Linked DNA regions of Mus musculus: region 2 is linked to region 1. The links are chromatin contacts, called in public Micro-C maps. All regions are on one chromosome and are shown on one strand. The core of a region is the stretch at or near the end of the contact, and the rest is flanking DNA. Distances in the headings are between cores, read along the strand shown. Region 1 overlaps Runx1 (runt related transcription factor 1). Region 2 overlaps Gm30530 (a long non-coding RNA gene).

The links. A called contact is a pair of places that touch in the nucleus more often than the background predicts.
Region 2: a Micro-C map of granulosa cells shows a contact between it and region 1, with 3 times the contacts expected there. The contact joins two enhancer-like sites. A contact is called at or near these places in 3 of 15 datasets of contacts at CTCF or cohesin (CD8 T cells, large pre-B cells and pro-B cells), 17 of 484 Hi-C or Micro-C datasets (the C2C12 cell line, ECoMG-derived neutrophils, the G1E-ER4 cell line and 9 more), 27 of 115 datasets of contacts at active chromatin or transcription factors (the 230-238 cell line, CD8 T cells, the NIH/3T3 cell line and 20 more) and 3 of 9 other capture datasets (adipose tissue, embryonic stem cells and liver).

What each region holds. Positions count from the first base shown.
Region 1 is chr16:92,689,202-92,693,409 of GRCm38.p6, reverse strand. All of the region lies in intron 3 of Runx1 (runt related transcription factor 1), which reads left to right. Among named protein-coding and RNA genes, the nearest start is that of Gm30281, 71 kb to the left of the region's middle. Within about 2 kb of position 2,524, at least 10 of the 459 cell types and tissues checked have an H3K27ac peak or open chromatin away from gene starts, as enhancers often do. A contact at or near this core is called in granulosa cells, where this site is marked.
Region 2 is chr16:93,187,271-93,191,478 of GRCm38.p6, reverse strand. Gm30530 (a long non-coding RNA gene) reads left to right here. Exons shown (of 3, transcript XR_385063.1): 2 at 2,555-2,738. Among named protein-coding and RNA genes, the nearest start is that of Gm30530, 4.4 kb to the left of the region's middle. Within about 2 kb of position 1,823, at least 25 of the 459 cell types and tissues checked have an H3K27ac peak or open chromatin away from gene starts, as enhancers often do. A contact at or near this core is called in granulosa cells, where this site is marked.

The DNA of each region.
Region 1 (4,208 bases), core at 1,275-3,774:
GACAGGGAAGTTGAAAAATCAGACCTCTGGATTAATATCTGTCACCACCTATGCTGTCCCACAGAGGGACGGCTGCTTCAAGGAGCTCACCAGTCAGTAGATAGAATTTGCGGAGGGAAAGGAGATTTAAAGGCTGGGTTTAAGAGGAAGCTGGACTTGGAAACAGACCATCTTCCTTGCTGTATTTTCTATGGGCCCTGGCCCCTCTGTGTGCCAGCTCCTACCAAACACACAGAAGCAGTTTCTACCAACAGTCTTTACATTTACATGTGAATTAAGATTCCGGAATCTCTTTAGGGGTTAACCCTGCAGGACTTATCCTATTCCCTGCTGCCGCCACCACCCCCAGATAAAAATCGGATGATGTGAAGCCCTGTTCAGATCACTTGTAGAAGAGCATCTCCCGGAACCTTCCGGAATCTTGTTAAGTCCTCCGCTTTAATCTTCAGAATTATCAGGAGACTTACAATCATGAAGTCCCTTGAAAATTGATTAAAATTATGCTAATTAGTCCTCCCATCCTCCACCCCTCTTTCCACCTATAGACTGTTTATCTCAGCATAGAAGAAACACTTAATTTCACTGCCGAGAAACTGGGAAATCTGCTCCATACTACACAATATTTGCAGATACCGTCTACAAAGTTGTCTAGGTGACTTGCAGTAGATTTTATAATACTGTAATAAAAGAATTTGTTTAGCCCCTGGTACACCAGAGCACAAAAATATAAACATACCTTTATCAGGGAAGTTCAAAGACCATGGGTGCTGATGGAATATGCTTTCCAATAAATAAATAAATAAATAAATAAATAAATAAAATTCTGGCCGGAAGACCATGATCCCTAGCTATGTGTTAAATGTCATCTCAGATAAATTCTACGTTCCATTCCACAGCCTCTTTGAAACTCTGGAAGATTAGAGAATTTGCAGTAACTAAGTTGTTGCTTTAATTTCAACCTGTAAAATTGTTGGAAAATGCCAGTTTCAAACTAAGAATAGGCTAGCCAAGAACAGTGCTGGGAAGTCCTCAGAGCAGAGAAGACAGCTGACATTTGGCCCAACTTCCTGATACTTGAAGAACAGAGAAGTTCAACAAAATATGAGCTATCTTGGGCCAGCAAGTCCCTTCTTGTCTGTTTGGTCTGTACTAAATGTAAATGTTTCTCTTGCCTTACCTATTGTTTATAGCTTTTTACTGCAGACACTGCTTTGTATTTCTGTTTGAAGTTTGATTTCTTTTCATTATTTCTATATCATCTCTCAGTGACAAAAATCTATATCAAATTGGAAGACATCTTAGCTTTAAATAAAACAACAACAGTGCTAGTAACCTAGCCTAGGTGTGCTTGTCATTGTTTTAAGTACAGAGTTAAATGTCCCTGGATTTAATTTTGTCTCCTTCCCTTCTCCATCAAAACTCTTTGGAGATAAATCAAAAAGCCCAAGAAGTAGTAACCGAGCCACTGGATGCCCCCTTCCTGCTTCCTTTAGAAATGGGGGTGATGCAATTTAAACTCCTAATTTTTAGACTTTTGAATTCCAACATCAACAAGCTTTTCTTGGCCACCATGGTCCTCTTGTGCTGTAGACGAGGGGGCCTCATGGGTTTGACCTCTTGGTAATGAGGGATCCCTGGAACAACCATGGTAAACTGAGGCACGGTGGGGCACAGTGGGAATTCATGACTTGGCGTGCCTTTGGGCGCTCTGGAACAGGATTTATTCATTTTGGCCTCTTAGGAGATATGGGCCCCAACAGTCAGGCATTCAGACTGGAAGCCCGGATGTCGATTCAGTGCCCTCGGAGCCCAGTGGGTGTTGAGATGAACTGGAAAGGCCTAGGTCTCCACAGGGAGATGAAGGCAAGGAAGTGAAGCATTTTCACAGAGGGTATCTCATCCTTGTGAGCAAACTGTGCAGAGGGAAATGAAAACATTGATGAGAGAGATGGGGGGAAAAATAGACAGAAAACAGAATTTACAGGAGTAACATTTTGTAGGAATAGAAAGAAAAGATAATAATGATCAATTAACCGAGCAGGGGAATTTATTTCAATGATGTTCTTTGAAACAAAAGAGTTGTCTTATTACCACTCCTAATTAAAGGCATCAAACATTTGTGGTGGGATAGAAACATCTAATTACATATTGCTTGGAGAATAAGCGTTTTTAAAATCTCCTTTGTAGAAAACACGTCCAACAGTTGACATGAAAGGGTTAAAAGCAGAGGCAAGGGGCCGCAGGGTCCTTGTTTCACAAAGCAAGTGAGTGAAAACAGATAAAAATTAAAGAGATAGCAAGATACATACCCAGTCCTAGAGAGCAGAGTGTCCTAGTGATGTCCTAGGGGTCCCCTCTGTCCATTTCTCAGGGTAGCTGGGGCAATTTCCTGACATAGGTTCTTTAGAACGCAGGAGATAGAGCAGCCACAATGAATAAAATCGCCCAGATAGCCATCTGCAGGACATCGAACAGCGGGAAGGAGACATGACTAAGCACCCAGTAAGAATGGCGAGCAGAGAGACCAGACCTTGATACCAGATTAGCAGATCTGCGGCGGGGTTATTTCATACAGAATGAGAAATATCCCTCTGATAGATTGTGAAGCAGCCAGTGTACAAAAACTGAGAAAAACAAAGTGGCAGTAGAAGAAGAGATGTTTCTGCTGCCATCCCGGGAAAACCTGCCCGAGGATGACCACACAACTGAGATAAATAACAGACATCTCACCGAAGACTGACAGCATGTGTCTGGAATGGTTGGAACAAACTGAACTCTCGGGGCATGGCGATTTGAAATCCTGTGGTCGCTTTGAATATGGAACAAGGCAAACATAACCGATATCAAGTCAAAACTGGAAACTTTAGCTGAAGTCAAAGAACGGCAGGCTTGGTGGTGCACACCTGTAAATCCTGACCTCGAAGGCTAAGAGGACTGGGAGTTCAAGGCCATTCTAGGCTCCATCGTGAAACCATAGCTCTCTAAAACAAAACCAAAAGGACCAAAGAGCAGCCAAGCAGTGGGTAATGTTTTGTGAAGCACTTTCAAGGCTTCAGAGTGTTTTAATCTGAAATTACTACTTTTTTTGGTTTTCTGGATATAAAGTAAGCTCATCTACAAGTTGTCTTTCCAAATATACTAAGCCCTTACCTTTTCAGTGGCAGTAACGGAATCCCCCAGAACACAGTTCATACAGATGCCAGACAGCAGTCTGGTTCTACCTTTGATTTGAGGAGAATGACCACACTGGAGCACCCGTAGTCACTGAGGTCATCCCGCTTGTAATTAATAATAAAGAAGTGGCCCGTGTCTAGTTTTTCTCCTTGGGTGCAAGAGTTTGCTGCTGGTGAGTGTCCAAGAGCGGCAGGAAGAGGTGCCAGAGATTAGCTGCAGACAGACAGTTTAAGTATTTCCGGGTCATCCTTGGAAGCTGCACACTGGGTGGCACACACACCTCTAACCCCAGCACTAGCAGAGAAGAGAGGAAGATCGGGGGTTCAAGATCACTCAAGGGTTCAAGATACAGTGAGGCGGGGGCCAGCCTGGGCTATCTGAGACCCTGCCTCAAACAACAACAACAACAACCAGTAACAAATTTAGAGCAGAACTAAATTTAAATACTTTCATCCAGGTTTCCTTAGGTGCACCAAGAAGGGGCCAAGCAAGTAAAAGGTGGGGCCAGAGAGATGGCTCAGTGGTTACCAACATGATTCATGATACAGAGAATGGGTCTGATTCCTAGAACCTATGTCAGGTGGCTCACATCTGCCTACAACTCCAGTCCCAGGGTAATTTGCTCCTCTGGCCTTCATGGCCTGCTCTCAAGAAAATGCCCACCCACATACACTTAATTCAAAATGCCAAGATAAATCTTTTTTTGAAGTGGATTAGATCACAAATCTACAAACACAAGACTTTCTGTCTTTCGAATATGAGGTCTTAAGAGATAACTGTACCAATGAGAAACAGTAGTAGCTTTTCAGAATTCCTGTCCCCGCTTGTCTTGTTCCCACTGTGTCCTGTGACCTTCTGTGGCTTTTCTCCTTTAATCTCTGTGTCTTCCTTATTTGAAAATCCACACCTGTCTCTGCATCGCAGGACTCACAGCAAGCTGTTTCTGTCACGATGATCAAATGATGACGGACGGCTCTTCTATAAACTAGAAAGTGTCACCATTAAGCATTAAGTTTAACATCAGCGCAATTGCC
Region 2 (4,208 bases), core at 574-3,073, 500 kb before region 1:
TACTTTGTGATCTCAGCCCCTCTCTCTTCCCCTTTCTCTTCCCCAACTGTCTTCTCCCTCTGAAAAAGCCCCAGGCTCCGCAGCCATGTAGTTCTCTTCCTGGCATCTGCGGATGGCTTCTTCTGCAGGTGTCTTGTTGTCCTGCTCTGGAAGCCTTTGAAGTTCCATTTGCAAGTGGCATGCTTACAGGTGCAGCCACAGCGATGGGCGCAGGGCATCCCAGGGTTCCTTCTCTGATGGCAAAGGGCAAAGGGTGTCAGGAGCTGTGATGATGGACAGCAGAGAGTTTATCCCTCAGGGTGCTTGCCTTGGAGTAGCCAATCACGGTAGAAGTACAGAAGTTTCTCAGTGGGCAGATCCAACTACTCATCTAGGGTGCTCGTGGTCGGGGAGGAGTGGAAGGGTTTGGAGGATGGGCAGCTGTGAGCAAATATCTGAGTGTTTCATTTTCCTGGAAAGTATAGTTTCTCACTTATGCTCATGTGGGTAGTTAGAAAGACAATGTGAAATAAAGGTGTTCCTGTTAGATTGGTGAAAGAGAGAGAGAGAGAGAGAGAGAGAGAGAGAGAGAGAGAGAGAGAGAGAGAGAGAGAGAGAGAGAGAGAGAAATGGGAAGGCAAGTAGCAAAATTATCAAAGAGAGAGGTAAATAACCCTTGCTTTAAGTCTGGAAAATAAATCACTTTCAAATTCCTTCAAGACAGGGTCTTGTGTATCCTAGGCTGGCCTCAAACTCTTTCCGTAGCTGGGGACGATCTTGAATTAACCTCCTGCCTGCTCTTCCCAAGGGCTAGGATTATAGGTTTGCACCATGACGCCTGAATCATGAGCTGCTCCGGATGGAGCTCAAGACTCATGCATGCCAGGTCAGGATTCTAGCATGTGACACACCCCAGGCCCTGTTTTGTTCCTCTCTAGTCCTAAATGGAAGGTCTACTGAGATTTGTAATCTACAAGCCAGCTCTGGAGTTTTGCCAGCATCTTTATAGACCTTTGAGCAGTTGCTGGAGGGGACAGAGCCATTCTTCCGGCCATCTGAGAACCTCTGCATTTGGGTCAGACAAGGCTCTGCATAAGATGAAGGGTTGCAGTTTCTCTGCATAGTCTGTAAACAATGTACTGTATTTCATGGGTTAGTGTGTGTGTATTTGTATTTGTATGTGTGTGTGTGTGTGTGTGTGTGTGTGTGTATAGTGTATAATTTAGTATGTGTATGTGGTTAAGTGTGTGTGTGTTTGTGTGTATAGTGTATAATTTAGCATGTGTACGTGGTTTAGTGAGTGTGTGTGTGTGTGTGTGTGTGTGTGTGTGTGTGTGTGTGTCCTAGTGCATGTTAGGAATGAAAGAAGTCAATGTTGAGTGTCTTTCTCAATCTTTCTCCACACGAGCTTATAGCTCAACAGTTTGCCTAGGACAGCTGGCTAGGGAGGTTCTTGGATCCATCTGTCTCTTCCTGAGACAGCCCCCTGTGCAAAAGCCAAGACAGGCTGGCGATTCAAACTCAGGTTCTCAGGCCTGTGTAAACACTTTACCAAGTGAGCCCTCCCCTGGCTCCACTTGCTGACTTAGACACAATTCTTTGATGGTAGTATCATTTGGATGTGTTTCTACCCTTGTTCTACTAAGGCAGGTCAATATCAGAGCCGTGTGTCTCAATGACTAAGCTCCTTCCAGAGTAGGAGCCAAGGTTATCAATGGTGTTCATGAGGATAGAACAGAGATGCAATGAGAAACAAAAGAATGGGAGTCACGCATTGACTGTCTCCAGCTCCACCTTAAACTGGCAGCTAGGCCTGCTTAGATGGGCTTTCTTCATCCCTTTCACAGAGCATTTGACTCATGGCCATTTATTTGGAGCCTTTCGAAATAGTCTTCTGTACAGAGCTAGAATTTCCAAACTTTGAAAATACAGAGCTTGCGAAATCTTAAATATCTGTGATTCCTTGAAGGCCAGAGTGGTTGCTTTTGATAGCAAGAAGAAGGACAGGACTGGCTTCGTGGGAGATTTCAACCATGAGTATCTTCTCAGAGGGTGGAATGATCAAAGACAAAAAGGGAAACGTTTGTGTTATGCATTCATGAGCAGCTGCCTGTCCATGTCGGCTATTTTTTTTAATGGGAAGAATATGTAACTTAAAAATTAGAAGAAAAGGTGTGACTTAAATTTGTGAGAAGATATCTTCTGTGTTCAAGGAGAGAGGTTCCTGCCCACATTATAGAGCACACTATGGGGGTGGTAGCTGTGCTGTTTGGCCTTCACAAGTCTGTCTTTGCCTCCCTGTTGTAAAAGCCCTCACTGTGACACCTGTTGGGACCAGTGGTTCCAACTGCAGTTGCGTCCATGATGATTGACCTAGGAAAGAGACTCGATGTCATCGACATTCCTTATGCTGGGGTCACCAGGCCTTGTGGGGGACACACTCAAAGTTAATGCATATCCATTGTTGGTCTAACGTTTGAAGGCAGCTGGCCACATTCTGTTCTCGTAGATTAAATCTAAGAGGCTGGCCCTTGGAAAGGGGGCCTGTGATGTTCTAAGAGATCTCTGTTCACAGGAGTGACCCTGTATCATCTCTGTGTGGAGGAAGGCACCCGTTCTCTCTGCTGTCTGGAAGAGCTCTGGGTCCTCACCACACACCGTGGGACACAGCCATCCTCTCCGCGTGCATGGCATTCTGTGGCTGGAAGGAGCTGAGACTGAGAAGATAGCCCACCTGATCTTCATCCCCTCCCTCTCAGGTCAATAGACCAGAGCTCTTCCTTGGTTACACTCCAAGTTCTGCTGACAAAACAAAGCATGCACAAATGGGAAAGGGCGGAGCTTTAGAGAGGCACCCTAGTTGAACCTAGGGACGGAAGTCAGCACATAGGGCAACATGGACTCCTTGAAAATGGCTGCAGTGAGAAGGAAGATGCTTCCAATGGGCTGCTTATCTTCAGCTCTGAGCACTGATGACCTCTGCACAACAGATTGTGTGTGTGTGTGTGTGTGTATGAGTGTGTATGTGTGTATGTGAGTGTGTGTGAGTGTGTGTCTTAATTCCCATACTTTTAAGTTAGTCTCAGGCCTGTGCAACAGGCACATATGTACCCTAGAGTTTGGTTTATTAAGTGAGGAGTCCTTATGATGGATTTGGGGGCAATAAACAGATGCCAGTCATATCTGTCACAACCACTTGCTCCAATGCCAACATGGCCAGGTCATCATGGCACCTCTGTCCACTGTGTATCCTTGACACTGTACTGAGGACAGACTCACCAACGGGTGGCAGCAAGGTAGCTGAAACTTTGGCTCCTATGATACCATTCCCAGAGTCTTCCCTATGTTCTCGTGGCTGTGTCCTGTCACATGGAGAAGAGTGGTGAGGCGGACCCTGGACATCAGAACAAGGTACAAATGCAATCATATGGACAGCTCCTAGTCAAAAGACACCGACACCAGAGGGAGTTTTAAAAAGAGGTGCTCAGATCATGCGTGTCTCACAGTCAGGGATAGGGAGACCAGTTTCCGTTCACCTCATATGACACTGAATGCACGGTCAGACTAAGGTCAGGGGACAAAGGTGTGTCTATGAAAACCCCATGTATGTACAACTGAGACTCATACTGAGAACCATGGAGTGTTCAGGCTAGTGAGGGAACATTCCAGAGTAAAATAAGACCGTGAGGGTGTAGGGAGGGAGGGATGGCAGAGGTCAGAGAGAAAGAGCGTGAGCATGTGCCACAGAGGTGAGCACAAAGTGCCGCTTGGCTATGCCCAAGTGTTGGAGGATGCGCGTGAAGCTTGACAGAAGGCTGAGTCTGGGAAGAGTCAGAAATCACAATTGTGCTTTTATTTTCCAGATGAATATGAGAATGTATTTGCCTCCTGTAGCAGTCTCTGCCTTCCTGGGCTTTCATCTATATGTAGTGTCCATGCAAGTGACATTTGACATTCAGTGATGATGGTGACTGGTCACTCGGTGGCTTCTCCCCACCTGCCACGTGAGTGCCAGTGCTTTATGGCTCACTTCAACCAATGTGCCCTCTGTATCCTTCCTTGGCTGACAACAACCCTGGCTCCACAGGACACCCAGAGGCTACAAGGAAGAAAGAACTAGGGATCTAGGGAGATGGTTCAGATGATAAAATGCTGGTGTGGTCCCCAGAGCTCATACCATATGCAGTGAGAAGGTAGAGACAGTGGTCCCCTCTGGCTCTTAGGCCAGC